Regions from separate parts of the Mus musculus genome. Here regions 1, 2 and 3 are each linked to region 4. Evidence: chromatin contacts called from public Hi-C and Micro-C data. All regions are on one chromosome and are shown on one strand. Each heading gives the region's core, a stretch centred on a gene start, on an enhancer-like site or on the middle of the called end of the contact. The rest is flanking DNA. Distances are from core to core; before and after follow the strand shown. Region 1 has its middle 44 kb from the start of Gm31330. Region 2 overlaps Gm26535 (a long non-coding RNA gene). Region 3 has its middle 24 kb from the start of Gm31330. Region 4 has its middle 61 kb from the start of Marcks.

Region 1 (4,824 bases), core at 1,237-3,736, 400 kb before region 4:
CATTACCATGGCTTGCTTGCTTTACCATCATTGTAAAAGCCAAGGGCTTTTACTCCAATGACCTAATTCCTCAACTTCTGTCCCAATCATGTCATCCTTCTTCCTGTGAAAGAATTTCTTCCCAACCTGGTTTCTTCGCTTTTAGAATTAGCCACGTCAACACCTCAGTCTACATGCTTTCCCTTACCCTCACCAAGGAGGGTTATGTTTGAATTGAGTCTATATTATAGATTAATTACAGCACCAGAGAATGAGGTTCAATTTAAAATCAGGGCAGGGAAATTGCTCCATTAACGGAAGAAAAGAAAACAGTACAGCCCAAAGGTAAGGCAATAACTAATGAGAATGGGATGCGGAGCAAGACCATTTGAAAACCAAGTAGGTGACTTCTACCTAGCATAAAGGTTAGAGGTTAGATGTGAAATGCTGCTGTTATTATTGTTCTGAAACAGAGGCAAAAGATGAAGCTTTTCCTATAGATGATTGGTATCACATTTGTTGGTTTGTTAACCCAAGCAAAGCCATGCTTCACGAAGACACTTTACAAATAAACAACAGCAAAATCCATAGGTGGGAACAGGGAGAAAACAGCATTAAGAAGGGAATTCAAAGAAAATCTGTTGCAGAATCCTTTAGTTCTGGGATTCATTATCTACTGCTGGTCACAATCCAATAGTAAATATTTTAGAGTTGGTGCGACATAAACAATCTCAGTAGCAATTTCTTTCCTTTTCTTTTGTTTGTTGTTTTTCTTACATTTTAAAATGTAAACACCATTTCTGATTCCTTATTTGTGTACAAACCACCCACACACCAGACTGGGCTCACAAACTTTAATAGATTGTAATATCTAAAGCCAAACTTTGTCTTAGATAATCTATACAAAACTTTTTAAATTGGAGGCTGGGAAAATGGCCAAGAGGCTTATCTCCCTTGATTCTCTTACAGAGTTTAACTCCCAGCAGCCATGGCATGCAGTATGCCACCATTTGTAAGACCAACTCTCGGGGCTCCAATGCTGGTTTTTGGCTTCTTCAGATACCCACACACACACATGCATACACATGTTTAAAAATAAATATAAATAGATTTAGAACTTAAGACACTGAATTGTTTAAAAAGAATTTCACTGGGTTATGATTCAAGGGTAGGAAACAAGTTTTAAAATTATAATCCAAGCTGTCAGGTCAGAGGGCAGAATTATCAGTTTTCCTTTTCTTCCTCCATTCCAGAAAAAAATAATAAATTTAAGAAAATAATATTAAAAATGGGAGTTTTCTTTAAATTTTCCTTAAAAAGTCATAAAATACCAAAATAATTGCTGTCTAATATAGCTTTAGATGGGACAATCATGTATTCTTCATAAGTAGAATGATAATATTAACTTTTGGTTTAGTTATGTAAAGGGAGAATGGCCTTATCACATCTACAATTGGAAAAATGTATGAGAAAAAAATATCTAGTGCTAAGGAAACTAACTTAAGAGATAAACTATAAAATGTACAGTTGGGGATAGCAACATTTTTTTTTAATCAGAAAAAGTAATCAATGATTGTTTGTTAAAATTCTTTAATGTGAATGTTCTGGAATGATTAACAAAGCTAAGACCATCCTTCTTGGAAGGCAAGTGTCAGCTCAACAGAGAAAGGCACGACCTAGATTCTGTCACTGCAACGACCCTACTGTCAGCAATTTTATTCTCTGGTATCTCTTCAAATACTAAGAAAAATTTAAGCCTTTATATGAATTTTAAACTCTCACTTGTAAGTGATTCCCATCATGTTCTCATCAGGAAGAAGAAGGGGGAGGAGGAGGAGAAAGAGGAAGAGGAAGAGGAGGAGTTGGATAGTCCTGAGCATCCCCAAGGACTGCTAATCTCTTTCTAATGTTACCTGTTCCTCCAGACACCATGCACCTTTAAAGTAACACCTTACCCATATTGTCTCACAGGAGCCCACCAAAAGTAACTGAAGACTCCAGCAGTGTATCTTTGCCTTGTGGCAGTCTCCCTTTGTCTCCAGCTCTCCACAGAAACTTCCTTCTGGGAGTCTAGACCATGACTCTCCATAGCTCTCACACATGGATTTCAAAACTCCATCCCTGATTGCTGTCTGCTGAAACACTATAGCATCAAAAGCAAGTGAATGCTTCAAGCTCAGAAAGTCCTCTGGACTCACATCTAAAGCAGCACTCTGTTGGTTCACACTTTAAAACAAGCTATTTGGTACCTGCATATCCCCAGTTCCTTTTGTATGTTATGTATCCATGCTCACCTGCCACTCTCACTAATGTTCAGATAGGCATTGATTTCAGATTGCTTCAAAAGCTTTGTCATAACACGGCACTGTCCTTTCCCTGGGTGTAGCCATTGGAATGCTCTTTATTTGAACTTGAAATGTACTGTGATGACACAGATATCCCTAAATCTTGACAGTGGAAACAAAAGAGAATATTAACTTTTAACATGACAGCAAAGCCATGAGTCACTCTGAGCTCTTGTTTACTCTTCAGAGTGCCAGAGGCCTTACTGTGGCACAGGTCATGATCCCTGCCAGCCCTAGGAATCATATGATTTTTTTGACTCTGGTTGTAAAATATGTTTGGCTCTCATAATTTATACTATTCCAGTGGGATTCCCCTTATATTTACCTCTTAGATGCTGTCACCGTTGCCTTCTCCTAGTCTCCTAGTTATTCTTCCTGCTTCATATGTATGATGATTTGGACATCTTGCCTTGTTGGGTTGTTTTGGTATTTTCTTATCACTTGAAAGAAGTAATGTAAGATGAGAAGGGTTTGTTTTGATCTCGGCATAAGAGCTTATGGACTATCGTGGTAGAGAAGGCAAGAGTGAGGTAGTAGAATCATGAAGCAGCTGGGTCAGTGGTGAAGAAGCTGAGGTCATCCTGAGGTATGCCAGGTTTTAATAACACACACCAATGGCTATTTTTTTTTCAAGGAGGCCACATACCTCCTGAAATCTCTGTGATCTCTCAAAGAACAAACAAACAAGAACATTTGGGAAATAAATGTTTAAATGTATCATCCTATCAGGAATCCTTCAATTAAAATTATAAAAAATGATCTTCCCTAGCATTCTTAATGAAACACTCACTCTGCAATTACTAGAATGGGGTAAAAGTTCATATGAGATTCGTATTTCTACTTGTTCTGCATATGGGTCTTTCATGCCAAAAGTGCAACAAAGTCAGAGATAAAGGTCCAACTCTGGCAGGCATTATTACTGACTGGATAGTAGATAATGACTTGGAAATACTAATGAAGCACATAAGGAAATTTTAACACAAGAAGATGTATGATAAATAGTTTCATTAACCCTTTTTAGAAATCTGAAACTGTCCTCTTTAATTTTTTATTGGTTTCTTCCTATGGTAATATTATTAAAATATCTCATTTTTAAATTTCACAGCACAGTTACACACAAGTACAGAACTCAGTGTGCAGGTCAGTTACGTACGTGATACTGTAACTGACCATGCACAATTGGGATAGTTGTCCATAAAAATGAAGAAGGTTTTTAACACTGTTGCTTATATTTAACAAAAGATAATGGTGTGCTATGGGTCTGCTTTTATGAATAAGTTTCTACATATACATTTAAATTACACTCATATAAACATACATTTCATATATTTATCACATAGCACACACACACACTTCATAAGACTATTGAGAACTTTTTGTTGCAGACTCTTTTTTTTGTGATTTTCTCTTTTTTTTAATTTAAATATTTTTATTACGTATTTTCCTCAATTACATTTCCAATGCTATCCCAAAAGTCCCCATACCCTCCCCCACCCACTCCCCTACCCAACCATTCCCATTTTTTTTTTAGCCCTGGCTTTCCCCTGTACTGGGGCATATAAAGTTTGCATGTCCAATGGGCCTCTCTTTCCAGTGATGTCCCACTAGGCCATCTTTTAATACATATGCAGCTAGAGTCAAGAGCTCAGGGGTACTGGTTAGTTCATAATGTTGTTGTTGCAGACTCTTAAGCACCATCCTAACACTATCTCTTTAAACACCACCTTTATGCCAACCATCCTTGGTTACCATCCCTCAGAGTGCTCTTACAAGAGTGATGACATAACCTGACTTCTAAATGTCACACTAAGTGTTCCATGGTGAATTGTGTTTCATTAAAAATTTCTAAGACTCTAGCTACATATGTATCAAAAGATAGAGGCCTATTAGACACGCAAACTTTATATGCCCCAGTACAGGGAAACGCCAGGGCCAAAAAGTGGGAATGGGTGGGTAGGGGAGTGGAGGGGAGGGTATGGGGGACTTTTGGGATAGCATTGGAAATGTAATTGAGGAAAATATGTAACTAAAAAAAAATTCCTAAGACAAAAGCCTAATCCCTGTAATCTCATAACTTGACCTTGATAGAGGTGATTAAGTTACTATTGGGACATTATAGTAGGTCCTAAGTCAATAGAATAGGTTATTGAACACAAATCACAAAGACACGGGGACAAACAAAGCAGATACAGTTTTGAGTATGAATATCTACCCATTACAGAGCAAGATCCAAGAAGCAACCAAAGGGCCAGTTCCTTAACATTGGACTTCAATCCTTCAGAAATGTAAGGACATAACTTTCTGTATTTTAAGCCACCCAGTCAGTGACCTTTTGTTATGGAAGCCACAGCCAGCTGGCGTACTGCATAACTTACATAATTCACAAAACTTTCAACATGAAGAGGTGGCCCAGACATGTGCCCACAGACAGGGGAGCCAAAGACTATGATGATGTTAGTGAAGTTATTTACTTCCCACTGGTAAATTGCAACCATTATGA
Region 2 (4,585 bases), core at 1,422-3,921, 260 kb before region 4:
TGTAAACAGCCCCTCCTGTAAACAGCCCTAATGAAACTTATCGGGTCACACACACACACACACACACACACACACACACACATGCATTCATACACACATACACACACACTTACATGCACACACACAGGCACATATGTACATACACATATATAACCATACACACATATGTGCACACACATACACAAAGCAGCACATACCGGCACATGCATACACACATGTGCACACACATATACACACATACATACACATTCTGCAAGCACTCTGCAGCTGAGCTGCAGCTCGGATCCTGTTTCCTCCTTTATGCTTTTGCAATATTTAATGTTACTCAATGTCATTTCAAAGCACTTAGCACAAAGCTGTATCTTTTCACGTGCTACAGATTGTGCTGTGACAGACCCTCAAGAGGTAAATTCCCTGGTGATACAACATGGAAAACCTGAAACAAACACATATACACATACACACAAAGGTATATACACACAGAGACACAAATATACAAACATACATATATATATATGACACATACACATAGCATACACACAAGCACATCATATAAAAACATACACCTATACATCCATATATATCCTACACAGGCATGTAGATACAAAAATATAAACACACATCTATGTACCATACACACTCATATATACCCATATATACATACCCACAGACATACACAAACATTTATATATATATGTTTATGTATGAACACACACACACACACACACACACATATATATATATATGTATATATATGTCACACGTATACAAATATATGTGCATGTCCATTTACAAACTACACAAACATACAGGCATGTGTCTACACAAACATATACATATCACACACCCATACACACACATATAAATATGTACTGCATACATATAGACATATGCACATATAGCACATAAACATATATACATATATACATACATGTACACCACAAAGAATACACAATTATATACACACATCACATATAAACATAAACATGCCCATATATGCAATGTATTATATAATCACATACACACATATATATATATCCATACAGACATAACCATACCACATATGTGCAAGCACATAAAAAAATACATACACACAAATACTTATACAAACACAGAGATGCAGGCATACATACCATAATTCAATAAACCCATTTAATTAAATTGACTATTTTATTGTGACACATGGCATTTAAATTACAGAAAATTTAAATATAAATAACAGAAAACACTGCAAAAATGAATGAATGTGACTGTGTGTGTGTGTGTGTGCGTTGCAGTTAAAACTCAAAAACAGAATTTGAAGAGTCCACCTATGTGGTAACTCCATCCTGGGGGAGGGCGCCTGCTGAGGTGCTGGGCCATCAATTTGCTTTAGGAATCCCCTGTGATGTTTAGAGGAAGTGAGGACAAGAGCTATACAGCCCCAGAGTTCCCCAAGAATCTCAGAACCCTCTAAATTTCCATTGGTGAGGGAGGAGGGTGAAAGGGAAAGAACAAAATAGGGAAAAGTCAGATGAAGTCATCTGAAGGGGATGATAAAAGGATCAAGGGCTAGAAGCAGAGCCTGGGGATAGTCCCTGGCTACCACCACCGTTTGCCCTATCAGAGGCCTGGAGCCATAGCTGGAAGGGCCAGTTATCTGGAAGAGAGCTGTAAACTCCAGAAGGGAAGGCAATACTTCTCCATGGGACTTCCCTGACAGGGGTTTCAGATCTTTCTCTGAAGCAACCCCAGGGCTTGTGACAGGGTTTCAGGGAAATGAGACAACTCACATGCAAATGTCACAGGAAATTCAGCACTGAGCCTTGCTGAGCAGGAGAAAGCACTCCACAGCCTAAAGGAGAACAGAAACCAGTGAAAGGAAGCCCCAGAGAACCAGAGAACACCTTACCAGGTCCTCTGTAATAATTAGAGTTACTACTGACCACCTACTGTGTGCTTAAACTCTGAGCACCTTCCCACCTATTCTTACAACACGTGTTATGAAACAGACATGATTTCTCCCATTCTCCTCTGTCCAAAGAAAGAAATACTCTCATCACAAAGTTTTATGGTTATGTGTTTCCTTGTGACAAGTCACAGATAAGCTTAGGTCTATTTATCATCCATAAGGTTATAGAATATCACAGCCTAAAATTAGCTGGTCCCTGGCCCAAATCAATCTGTTATCAATTAGTTGTGTAGAAACAGACAACTCATGTAGGTGCTTCAGGTCTCAGCTCTCTCAACATAGAATGGGGCTGCAATGGGGGTCTCTTCAGCCTTTGGCCTCCACAGGAAGTCATTTCACGCCAAACTAAGTAAGAAAATTACAAAATCACCATTAAATATTTTTAAAAACAAACTATGTATTGGGTTTATCATGATCTTGTTCCCTACTGATAACATACACTTCAGGGTAGTTAGCTTAACAAATTAAAATATTTTTAAAGTTGTGTTTTGGAGATGACCATGAAAATGGAGACAAAGTACTCAAAGTTAGCTCTCTGTCAGCAGAAATGAGGCACAGGAAAAAAAAATCAAGTCAACATTCTTCCTCCTACCCCCACCCCCAACCCCGGGAGTAAACCATCACTCACCGTGGGAAAATGATTACTTACAGGAAGTAAGGCTGGTGAGTCATCACACTGTTGTTCTGGGACTCTGAAGTGAAGCAGCAGAAATTAGCAAAAGGACTGAAAGGTTGGGGTGTGGTCTGTGACTTGCCACCAACTCCTTTCTGGGCATTGCAGGCTGAGGAAAAGCAAATAAGCTTTGGGGATATTGAGTCACAAGGCACTAAATCACAATCCTGTGCTGGGCTGAGGATCCCAGGGCAAAACCACACAGCTCAGCTTCCGGAGTCACTCCTTGAGCCTGAGTTCTCAGAACTCCAAAGTGTCATTGATCAGCAAACACCAAGTAATGCCACCTCTGGGCTTGTCCTGACAGGCAACCTGCTAAGTCCTGCCTGTGTAAGAGGCAGCCTCCTTATAGAGAAGATCAGCAAGCCTCAAAGGAGGACTTCAGTCACTTAGCACTACCCTCTCCTTCAATAATGGAATAATATACAGACACCACAATCACACTTCCTATTGTGGTCTTAACAAATAATACTGCACTTCTATTTTCTCCTCTGCAACTAATTAACCTGCTGCGAATGCTTTTTCCACTGGATTTTTCTAGTTGCCCTTTGATGCCCTTAGAAAATGTCTGAACAAGAAGCTGTTCTGTAATCAGAGGAATAGAAATACACAAAAAATTTTAGGATGAATCACCTACTACATATGCAAACTCTTAGGAGCCTGGGGTCCAAGATGGGAACACTGAACTCTTAATGTCTTGGTTTTCTCTATGCCATCTGTGTCTTGAAGCAATGAAAGGAAAAGTTCGGTCCGAAGATGTTTAAAATTCTCACAGGTCAGGACAGGCTATTGGAACAGTTTTTGTTATAGAGCCTGGACTGAACAGGACTCTACGGCTAAGGACACCAGTTCCAGGGTCATTTGCTGTATTTAAGTCTGCCTTACCAAGTTAAAATAATACAATCACAGACCCTAATATGTCCATTTTTTATTGGTGAACTGTGTAATTGTGCTATAGACAAATTATGGGCAATACAAAGCATTCAGAGAATTATTAAGATGATATTTAAGACATATTTGTTTAATTAATTAGTCCTCCCCTGTACCTCACTGAGCCATGGGGTTTCTGTACCTCACCCTGGGCACTAAGGGTCTTATGGCATGACAGAATTAATGTGTTAAGTTAGTTTGTAGACAGTTCCATGTCCAGAGAAATCTTGTTAAACCCATAAATCGTCAAGCCTGCTTGAAAAAAAAACACAATGTAGGTGAGCTTAGACCATGCTCTGGCTGCTCAAAAAGGCATTTCCTCAGATGCTCTGGGATCTTTGCTCCTTAGATTAATTCATTGAAATTTTATACATGTATATATCTTTTAATCATACCCACCTCCATTTTGTCCTGCCAACTCCCTCAAGGCCCTATCCCAACACATTTTCCTCTCCAACAGGTCCCCATCCGAACTTCATGTCTTTCCTTCCTTCCTTCCTTCCTTCCTTCCTTCCTTCCTTCCTTCCTTCCTTCCTTCCTTCATTCCTCCCTTCCTCCCTCTCTCCCCACCTCTCAAATGGGCCTAATTAGTGTTCCTTATATGCACATAAATATAAATATCAGGGCATGGGCCTACACCCTCCACCTCTTCTCCACCCCACCCCCAAATTCTTGGGCCCTCTCTCATCTTGGTACATATACAATTTTCAGTTAGGGGTAGTGCCTCATGAGTCACTCCTACATTCATGCAAGAATGTTGACTGGCTTAATCTTGCATAGATCTGCAGGTATCCACAGCTATTCTGAATTCATGGGTGCAGTGGTCATGTCATATGAAAAAGACAGAATTTCACAGCACTCTGCCTCACGCCCTAGGTGTTATTCTCTTGGAACAAGTCCTGAGTGCGGGGATGGAGTGTTGACACAGATATCTCACTTAGGGCTGGGCATTCAGTCACTTATCCACAGTACTTAGACCAGTTATGTCTTGACTGCTTCTCTCACCAAGACTGAGACAGCCCTGATCCATG
Region 3 (4,699 bases), core at 1,810-4,309, 380 kb before region 4:
TCTGCCAAGAAAGGGTAATCTAGTCATTCATAATTCTTACTTTACTTAAGGTCTATCAAAAGGTTCTGAGCCAGACAGATACCCCAATGTTATGAAAAATATCAAAGACTATCCATGCAGCCAACTGCTTCTATAAATTGTTTAAGTTTTGGAAGATATGGTTTTGTGCTTTCTATATGTATTTTATCATGGTATAGTTGAAAAAAATGTCCACACACATTTAAAGTTACTTGGCAAGATTACACATAATAGACAGTTCTGGAGAGGTCTGTAAGTAGAAAACCCAAGTTTCATAAAGCAAATTCCAGTGATTTTTTTTCAATAAAAATATCTTCAAAATTTTTGTTAAAAATGTAGATCCAGAAATCATAGTACAGGTTTTTAACACTAAGATATTGGAAGAAAAGGAAAAAAATCATTATATATTTGTGTGCTTTCTTTAGAAGAGCCGTGCTTTGTTTCACAAGAATTACAATTTTCATAAGACATAAAAGACACATCCTTTTTATTCTCCCAAATTCAGATATCAAGCTCTAATTTTGCAATTATCACAAGTGCCCAAGTCAGAATAAAAGTAAAAATAACATTGCTGCACCCACAAAGTAGTTCATCACTCAACCTTCATCTGAGAAACTCCTCTTACAACTGGACAGTATGTAGAGAGTGAAAGACATTGGAGCACTCAGTCCTAAACAACATGTCTTTTTCAAACCCTTTCTGTCAATGGCTAGGAATCTATGCAGAAGGGGAGGCAGAAAGATTTTAAGAGCCAGAAGTGGTGAACCATCCCAAGAAAACAGTTTCTTCCAGACATTACAGGACTGATATACACATAAACTCACAGAGACTATTGCACCATGCACAAGACTTACAGAGGTTCAAACTAGACTAAATTCTAGCATTGAGAAGAGAAGTGAAAACAAAAATCCAACCCCTAACTGAGCTATTGCAACTATTTACAACTTATACCTGTTGGGATAATCAGTTTTCTCCAATGGAGAGTTCCTGGGTGTTTCAAACATACTCCAGGATAGGCCACATGTCTCGATGTAGTTGGCCAACACAAAGCAAACTCAGTCATATTTGTTGTCCTTTGGAGTGGCAGGAGGGGCGGGGAGGCTGGCTGTGTGTGTGTGTGTGTGTGTGTGTGTGTGTGTGTGTGTGTGTGTGTGTGTTTGTATGTATGTGCATGTGTGCATGTGTGCAGACATGAGACAGACAGAGAGATACATTTTGGGTTGTTTGGGAACTTTGTTTCTGCTTATTATTTGTTTTCATTTTTTGTTTTTCGTGTGTGTGTCTGTGTGTGTGTGTGTGTGTGTGTGTGTAGATGGTGTTGTTGGCTTTCCTGTTTTGCTGTGTTGGGTTTTGGGGGGTGGGTGGTTTTCATTTTTTAAGATATATCTGGGGGAGAGGGAGAGGAAGAAAAAGAACATGAAGTTGGATGGGTAGTGAGTTGGGAAGAATCTAGGAAGCATCAACAGAGGAAAGAAATAACAAACAATATTGTATGAAAAAATTTTAAATGAATACTTATTATGTGTGTCTCTGTGTGAGTACATGCTCAGGGTATGTGCACAGTACTGCAGGTGCTTGTGTGTAGAGGACAGAAGGGTTGGTCTCTCCACAGCTGGATAGTTGTAAGCTGACATGAGTGCTGAGAACTGAATTCAAGTCTTCCTCTAGCAAAGTCCATGTTCTTATAACTATGAGTCATCTCTCCAGCCACAGAACCTTAAAACCTATGATGATTTTACCATCTGTTATCAACAAGTATCAGGAATATCTAGCATGTCTGGCCCCTTCTATGATGAAATTCTTTACAGATCACTATGTATTTTGAATGAACTCTTACATTTATGAAGAAGTAAGTGTCCTTGATCTTACATTTTCTCTGATGTTTCATTTTGATATCTGTAATTTAACATTTTAGTAAACTCCCTAGACTCAAATGAGATCACCTTGGCTACTTGGAAAGCTTGGGTTCTGAAGAGACATTTTCTTTAGCACAGACATACATGCCTTTAAAGGTTAGCCGCTTAGATCCCTCTCTATGTGTAGGCATGTGCCCTGGGCTTATCAGAGGACAGCTAACTTCAGTATGCTGTGGATTTCTTAATGCCCTGGGAAGGGAGTTCTGAGAAAGCTGAAGTGAAAAGCAAATGTATGAAAATAAACAACAGGTGAAAGAAATTACTTGAGTGTCAAAAAGGAAATACTCTGAAAACACTTGGAACACATGCTTAATTCAGATGTACTAAGAACAATCTCTCGACATAAAATAAATTTTAACTATAAGAAAAAGTTGAGAAGATGAATCCTACTTTGCATAACAGCATCATAGGGGAGGGGTGTTTTGTCTATTAATAAAGGGATATCTTTGTTTTGCAGTTTAAAGTAGAGTAAATATTCCAAATCATTAAGTTGCTTGTTTGTTAATGTTATCCGATATTATTCAGCCATTTACATATGATACAGGATGTGGTACTTAGATATTTAGTGTCTTTTGTAGAAAATAAGAGCAATGCTTTTAACACTGCCTCTAGGAATCCCTGTGCTTGTCAAGAAGCCAGACATGTAGGGAAGGAATCCTTAGTAAGCTGTAGAAAATAGTGACTGTAAGAACAAAACGGTGGTGCATGGAAGAGGATGAATAAGTACCTCCATCCTCCAAGACAGTTTAGATAATGAGAGGTGTGAAGCTTGTGGCCAGAGCACCCTAAATAGGCCTGATACCTTCTATGTTGTAAACGAGGTAGAACCAGGAGTAGGGCCTGGCTAGTGCTTAAACTGGTGAGCTATGAAGAGGAAGAAGACAGGGGGTGGGGGAGAATTGATACAAGATCAAAACAAATAGGGTAAGTTTGCATCACTCATGATGATTAGAGACAAAGTAAGTATGAAGAAAGAAAATAAAGCGGGAGAAAGGGAAGAACAAGGGGTTGGAAATGAGATGAAGCACATTTTAACAGTTTCAAATGCTACCGCCAGGCAGCTGCATCTAACAGTCAGACTACATTTTAGAGACTCCCCTCCAGCAGCAGTGTGGGAGTGAATTAAAGTGAGAGAATTTGAAGTCTGTGTTTGTTTTGTTTTTTTAATGGGCTAGATCATCTCCATGCTGTAGAGATATGATAAACACTAAATAAGGAATTGCCAGTGGGAACAGAAGCCAGATAGTTTTGGGGTTTGTTTGAGGTCATGCCCAATCTGAGGAACCAGAATCACAGGAAGCCGTCATGGGGCCCACTTGGCTCAAGAAGTAAAGTATGTGGAATATGGAGGAGCATAAGATACTGGATTATTTGTTTGTTCGACAGGTTTTTTTCACTGCCAAATTTAGATACTTGCGAACTCACGGGAGAAGGGCTCCTTGGATAAGGGGTGAGAATACAGATTGGTCAAAAGACTAGGTACTAAAGATACCGATCTGGGAAACCCTCCACAGCGAAGTGGGAACTAAAGATGTGAGAGATTAAGATGAGTCTGGAAAAGTAATCTGTGAGAAAGAAAATAGCCTGAGAACAGAACTCATAAAAGCCAGCATCCAAGAGAGGAGAAGGAAAGCTCACCCACAGAGGATAAATTGGGACAGAGAGAGAGAGAGAGAGAGAAAGAGAGAGAGAGAGAGAGAGAGGAGGCCTAATCAGTGTGCTCAAGGAACAGGGCATTTTTTAATGACTTCAATCAGAGAAATGTCTGGGAATATATGGGCAACAGCCCATTTGGGTTCTAGAAAAATAAATAGGGCAGAATTAGGGATGGAGTGAAGTTAGATCACAATAGGGAGAAATACGTGTTTGTTGGGTGTTCCGGTGAAGTACTTGGCTGACATGTGGAAAGTCAATATGTAGCAATATATGACCATGACCAGCCAGTTGTTGCACTAACTATTCCTACCTAAGGAGAAGACCATTAGCTGTTGATCACTCAGAACACTGTCCTTCCATCAAGGATAATTCCAAAGCAAGTGTCTTTGCTGCTCATATGATTTCCATGCTCTGTGTCAAGCTGCATTGTGTCAGCTGTGCCATTCATAGCAAGGTGGTCAGGAATTGAATTCCTGAAACTCAGAAGAACTGAGTACCCATGCCCTGATTTGGACTGCTGATGCTGTCCCCTCCACCTCCACCAGAGTTCATGTAAAGATCTTGCTTCATAAGGATGGAAGAAAAAAGATCTGGGCCAAATAAAATGGACATTATACTTTAAAAATAAAGTATTTCTTTTATTGAGGACAGTGGTAAATGCTTGCTTGTATTCTCAGAGTTTGGAAGGCTGAGGAAAGACACTCCCAAGTTTGAACTTAGCCTGAACTTTTGAAGGAATAGAGTACTAATATGTAGCAAATACTTTAAAAAGAAATGTATTCTGGCCTGAAAATGTAGCTCAGTTAGTACAGTGCCTGTGTAGCACGCTTGAAACTCATTTTGAGTTTAACACCCTAGAGATCACCATTCAAGCGTTCAGGCTAAGGCCAAAGTTGAACCTTCACATGTTGGAATAGCATTGCTGAGCCGTCAGTTGGAAAGCTCACATTTGGGCAAATTCATTTGCTATAGGAAAAAGCTGGGCTCAGATACAGCAGAATCCTTCCTGCTGGAAAACCATTCTTTACATAAGAAACATGTTCTTATATGGTTTCTGCTTTTACCATGACACCTTGCTATGTGGATGTGAACCCTTCTGTCTGCATTCT
Region 4 (4,801 bases), core at 184-2,683:
ACAGCTGTATAATATTTCCTTGTATAGAGATATCCCAGTTAAGATTTGTCTGCTGAAAAGCATGTGAGTTCTTTCAATAGTCTTATGGAAACATCTTCTGAGATCTGCCAGCACACCTGTACAGTAATTTACATGATGGAGCACTAAATGCAAAACAGTCAATAAAATATCTTTAAGCTGCATAAGTGTGAGTAGCAGTCATGCGGAGCAATGGTCCTCGTTTCCAAGCTCAGGGAACAGAAGGAGCCTTTGGTTCCTGGCAAAAGTCAGCAATTGTCTCTTCCAGAAAACTCATTGAGTCCTCATAGCAAAGAACTTTTTGGAAGTATACCAAACATGTCCCAAAGGAAATAAATTCTTGTTAGTAGCACTCTGGATAGGCGTGGACCACTGCCACACACCAAGTGGAATCCATGTTATGTATGCATAAAAAAAAATTAGGCAAAGTCTAAACTGATCTTAAAACTCCCCTGGAAAGCGTCGTATTGGAGACTGCCACACAGTGAATGCATGCAGCTGTATTTCCTCTGACGTGAAAACCTAGCAATGTGAGTTCAGTACTGGGTGAAAAACTCCTGGATGCTCAGTACAGGTCATTTGCCACCAAGTGCAGCAAAGAAGACAATTAGTATCAACCATTCTCTTGGAGGTTGAGCCTGGTTGCTATAAGGGCATGTGATGTGTCTCCAATGAAGGCAAATGTAGGCAAAAAATATGGCACTTTACAAGAATGTTGCTCTAAATGGAGATAAAGCAATATGTAGTCCATTTTAAAAGATTTTTAAAATGTGTGTGCGTGAGTATTTGTCTGTGTTTAGGTGAGTACAGGCGTCCAGAGTCAAGAAAAAGCTGAAAGTCAGGACTTTCAGAGTTGGCATTAACAGGTGACTGTGGATCAGGGAGGAGCTCAGAGCAATGCCATGCTTTTAACCACTGAGCCATCTCTCCAGCACCCTGCATTTCCTATTTTTAAATTCAGTTTTTAATTCCTTATGCACATTATCATAAGGCTCCACTGCCACTTCTTTTATTTCCACAAGCAAGGCACATTCTTGACCAACAGCTGTGCAGCAAAGGGTTCCTCCACAAATAATCCAGTAAATTCCCATGAAGCTCCATTTAAAAAAGAGATGTCTGCCCAGGGGAGAATCTAGCTGTGTCTGGTGACTCCCCTATGACATCTAAGAGTAATCTTTGCCAAGCGATTGTTACAAAAAAAGAAACCCCGAAGTTATACTATCAAGCAGAAAACAAAACAAAGAATGTCATGGAAAATGTCAGTACAGGTCATCACTGGTCTGGGCCTTCGGTGTGGAACGTGCATGCTGAAAGCCAGCATGGAAAATCTTTGCCCTGCATCTATGCAGAGCAGGAAGCAGCTCCCAGCAGGCCTTGCTCTTCAGACTGGCCTGTGTTGAACTTGGCAGGCTGCCTACTGCTTCAGCTCCTGGACCTCAGGCTCATTGTTCCAGGGCCACGGGCAGCATTTAAGACATAATAGGCCTATGTGACTACTTAGGGTTCCCAGCACAGAAAAGGACTTAGTCCTTATCTAGTAACAGCAAGCTGAATGCACGTTAAAAGTCTTTAGAAGAAGCAGATTTTTTTTCCCCGTTTCTATTCTTATTTGTATTTTTGGCTGATGAATTCCACTTGCATTGGGGCTCTGGAAACAGAAACAGGATGAGTTAAGTCAAAAGAAAAAACAAGCATGGCCTTTTGTGGAACCCTGGGAGGTATTTAGAGCCTTGTGTCTTAAGAGACTGGATGCCTTTTTGCTTTCCTGACCCAAGCTATTTTTTTCTTTTCTAATTGCCAGCCTTGGTAGCTATCAGTACTCAATACCAACCGACAGGTCGTGTGGATATTTTTCTACACTCTAAAGCCATTTCAAACACAAGAAAGTGTGGCTTACTCATCGTTTAGTCAAAAGGGAGAAAAGACCCTTTCCACTCTCCAGACTGCCATAGGCATTGTGTAAAAGTCACATGGTTGGATGCTGATAAACCCTCAAGACAGTGTCAGACATGGTGGCACAGGGTTTGAGGCCAGCCTGGGTGGTATACAGCCGCAGACCTCTACCTGCCCTGGTGCACACTGAAGGATCCTGTTGGTGCCACAGGGGTTTCCTGGGCTGTAGACCTTAGCAGGCTCTTTGCACCCCCACTCTACCTTCTACCCCAGAGCACAGCTGGTAGTTCCCCCAGGCCAGAGGTACAGCTCAGCCTCCATGCCTTTGGTGTGGCTCTGACTCTCCCTGTAGCAAAACCCAGCGTCCTGGAGAGTCAGGCTCCAGAAGGTGTTTGTTGAATTGAAGGAGGGGTCCTAGTTACCTACCTCCACCAAACCCCACCCTCGGATGCAGCCAGCTGGCCCTCAGTGCTGGTTTCCATTCCTCTCCTCTCTTGCTTTTGTTTATTCCAGACGCCAGGACCCCACTGTGGAGTCTGAAAGCAAGGTCTGGTCACTCAAATGACTTGTCCTAGTGTTGTCTTCTTGACCTTCTTGAACTGATGTCAAGGGAGGAACTTTGTTCCTTTAGGACATTGTGCTTTAGAAACATATTTAGCAAGGCTGGAGGACAGACGGAATGGGTGCAGCTTAGGTGTCATCTTTGGGGGTGACCTTTGCTCCAGACATGATCATCAGCCTATTTTAAGTTTTTACACTAAAGTCACTCTAAAGGCAATAGGCAATAGGTTTCAAAGGCATGAACTACTCCGAGCTTGTTCTGAAATGAATGAGAAGGCAGATCTGATGTTACTGGCACGGATATTCTTTATTCCATTTGCGTACAACGCTATGCTTGAGATCCTCTTACCTCAGCACAGAGAGCCTGGATCTCTTGTTTTTTTGTTTGTTTGTTTTTCCTTCAGTTTTAAGTCCAAAGGGACTTTAGGGGTAAAGGCCTCTCTAGTGTTGGCAGGTAACACCTAGTGGTAGATAGCCTCATTAGCATTAGCTAATGCCTCAAGGCATTAGCACATTTGCTGGCCTGGAGGATGACTCCATCCCTCATAATCAGCTTTGCCCCTTGTTAATTAATGTGCCTTACCAAAAGGAGGAAGGCAAGGCAAGGAGACCCTGTGGAGGTCTGTGAAGGGGAAACAACTCCTTCCTAGCCCAGAAAGTAGGATCTAGGGTTACCACTCACCCTAACTGGAGATCTAACAAGGAAAAACTATTGTCCCTTTCTGTAGGAACTAGTCCACTCTGCCTGCCAGAGGGCCACTCCTCAGAAAAGCTGATTTACCCGAATTCCTGCTAAAACCAGAGTGTGTGTGTGCGTGTGTGTGTGTGTGTGTGTGTATGTGTGTGTGTGTGTGTGTGTGTGTGTGTGTGTGTGTGTGTGTGTGTGTGTGCCGGTGGAGTGAATTATCCCCGTAATGAGATAATGTATTTTACCTTCAGAAGCCCCTCCCTGATTCAGTTGCTTGCAAATCCTGAGTGCTAAGCCTGCCTGCTTGCCAGGGTCCTAACTCAGAAGGAGTACCTTTTCCTTTCCCTTCCTTTTTACTCCTTCTTTGGATACTGACCCAAATCCCAGGGGCTGTACTCTCCCACAGTTTTCGCTGAGGACCCTAAGCCCTTTGCACATCTGTTTGATGGCTTCTGCTTATTTGTACTCCCTTCCTCTTACCTATTTCCCTCCTTCGCACAGCTGCTGGGATCTACGCCTTGACTGTCCTCTTATTTTTCTCTCAAACTCTAGTAAAATGGTTCTAAAGCTTCCTTCTAAGTCCACTTTTAAGTTGTATTGTTAATGGAATTAGGAGCTGACAAAAGGGACTCCCAAATGCTTGATAACACTTCTGCCTGATAAAAGCCACCCAAGAAACTCAATGCCTTATTCCAGAAGTAAACTAGAAATTCACAGCCCCATTCCATATTAGTTCTGATTAATGGTACTAAATAAATGACAGAGTATAGTTACTATCCCTGGGCCCTCCCCATTCCGTGACTGTCTCAGGGAATGACCCGTTCCTATCTCTCCTCATTTGTAGACTTCCCTTAATAGGCTGTGTCCAGGGTGCTTGGTCTCTTGTTCAGGGTATCTGTGTACTCTCAAGCATTCTCAAGCCTGCCTCCATTGATTAGCTCAGACTTCCTCATAGTGTGGAGGCTTCAAGACCTTAGATTGCATAGAAACTGAAAAATTTAGGACTCAGTATTCTAGTAAGCAAGGTAGACAATGTTTTTCACATCTTGTCTTAGAATTTACCTAATATTAATTATGTTATACTTTATTGGACAAGTGTGTGTAAGTGTGTGTGTGTGTGTGTGTGTGTGTGTGTGTGTGTGTGTGTGTGTGAAAGAGAGTAAGAGAGAGAGAGAGAGAGAGGCAGAGAGAGAGAGAGACAACGAGAATGTGGGCCCTTCCTCTTCTCCAGTACATCTAGGCTGCTACATATTGGAAGTTGAAGATGTGTGGTTTCTAAGGCTAAGGCTCAGTGTTCGTGACACATACATCTGGGCTTTGGAAATGTTTAACCTGAGACCATGTTAGATGAACAGGCAGGCAGAAGCTAGCTTCATAGTTGGACCGCTGCACAGAGTAAAATATATGGCCAACTGTGATGGTTTATATATTCTTGGACCAGGGAGTGGCACCATTTGGAGGTGAGGCCTTGTTGAAATAAGTGTGACCTGGTTGAAGTAGGTGTGCCACTGTGGGTGTGGGCATAAGATCCTCACCCTAGTTGCCTAGAAGTCAGTCTTCCACTAGCAGCCTTTGGATGAAAAAACTCTCAGCTCTGCCTGCGCCATGCCTGCCTGGATACTGCCATGCCTTGATGATAAT

Evidence for each region. A called contact is a pair of places that touch in the nucleus more often than the background predicts.
Region 1: a Micro-C map of granulosa cells shows a contact between it and region 4, with 2.8 times the contacts expected there. The contact joins two enhancer-like sites. A contact is called at or near these places in 1 of 15 datasets of contacts at CTCF or cohesin (the NIH/3T3 cell line), 7 of 484 Hi-C or Micro-C datasets (the 3T3-L1 cell line, the HL-1 cell line, MC3T3-E1-derived osteoblasts and 4 more), 2 of 115 datasets of contacts at active chromatin or transcription factors (heart atrium and neural progenitor cells) and 1 of 9 other capture datasets (embryonic stem cells).
Region 2: a contact with region 4 is called in a Hi-C map of liver, with 2.4 times the contacts expected there. The contact joins two enhancer-like sites. A contact is called at or near these places in 11 of 484 Hi-C or Micro-C datasets (CD4 T cells, bone marrow-derived dendritic cells, bone marrow-derived macrophages and 7 more), 6 of 115 datasets of contacts at active chromatin or transcription factors (bone marrow-derived dendritic cells, cardiomyocytes, embryonic stem cells and 3 more) and 2 of 9 other capture datasets (bone marrow-derived macrophages and embryonic stem cells).
Region 3: a Hi-C map of uterus shows a contact between it and region 4, with 2.0 times the contacts expected there. The contact joins two enhancer-like sites. A contact is called at or near these places in 4 of 484 Hi-C or Micro-C datasets (bone marrow-derived macrophages, embryonic fibroblasts and uterus).

Annotation. Positions count from the first base shown.
Region 1 is chr10:37,478,168-37,482,991 of GRCm38.p6, reverse strand. No RefSeq gene overlaps it. Among named protein-coding and RNA genes, the nearest start is that of Gm31330, 44 kb to the right of the region's middle. Within about 2 kb of position 2,486, at least 39 of the 459 cell types and tissues checked have an H3K27ac peak or open chromatin away from gene starts, as enhancers often do. A contact at or near this core is called in granulosa cells, where this site is marked.
Region 2 is chr10:37,335,532-37,340,116 of GRCm38.p6, reverse strand. Gm26535 (a long non-coding RNA gene) reads right to left here. Exons shown (of 5, transcript XR_871577.1): 4 at 2,601-2,733; 5 at 1,169-2,296. Among named protein-coding and RNA genes, the nearest start is that of Gm26535, 18 kb to the right of the region's middle. Within about 2 kb of position 2,671, at least 173 of the 459 cell types and tissues checked have an H3K27ac peak or open chromatin away from gene starts, as enhancers often do. A contact at or near this core is called in granulosa cells and liver, where this site is marked.
Region 3 is chr10:37,458,216-37,462,914 of GRCm38.p6, reverse strand. No RefSeq gene overlaps it. Among named protein-coding and RNA genes, the nearest start is that of Gm31330, 24 kb to the right of the region's middle. Within about 2 kb of position 3,059, at least 2 of the 459 cell types and tissues checked have an H3K27ac peak or open chromatin away from gene starts, as enhancers often do. A contact at or near this core is called in uterus, where this site is marked.
Region 4 is chr10:37,075,268-37,080,068 of GRCm38.p6, reverse strand. No RefSeq gene overlaps it. Among named protein-coding and RNA genes, the nearest start is that of Marcks, 61 kb to the left of the region's middle. Within about 2 kb of position 1,433, at least 100 of the 459 cell types and tissues checked have an H3K27ac peak or open chromatin away from gene starts, as enhancers often do. A contact at or near this core is called in granulosa cells, liver and uterus, where this site is marked.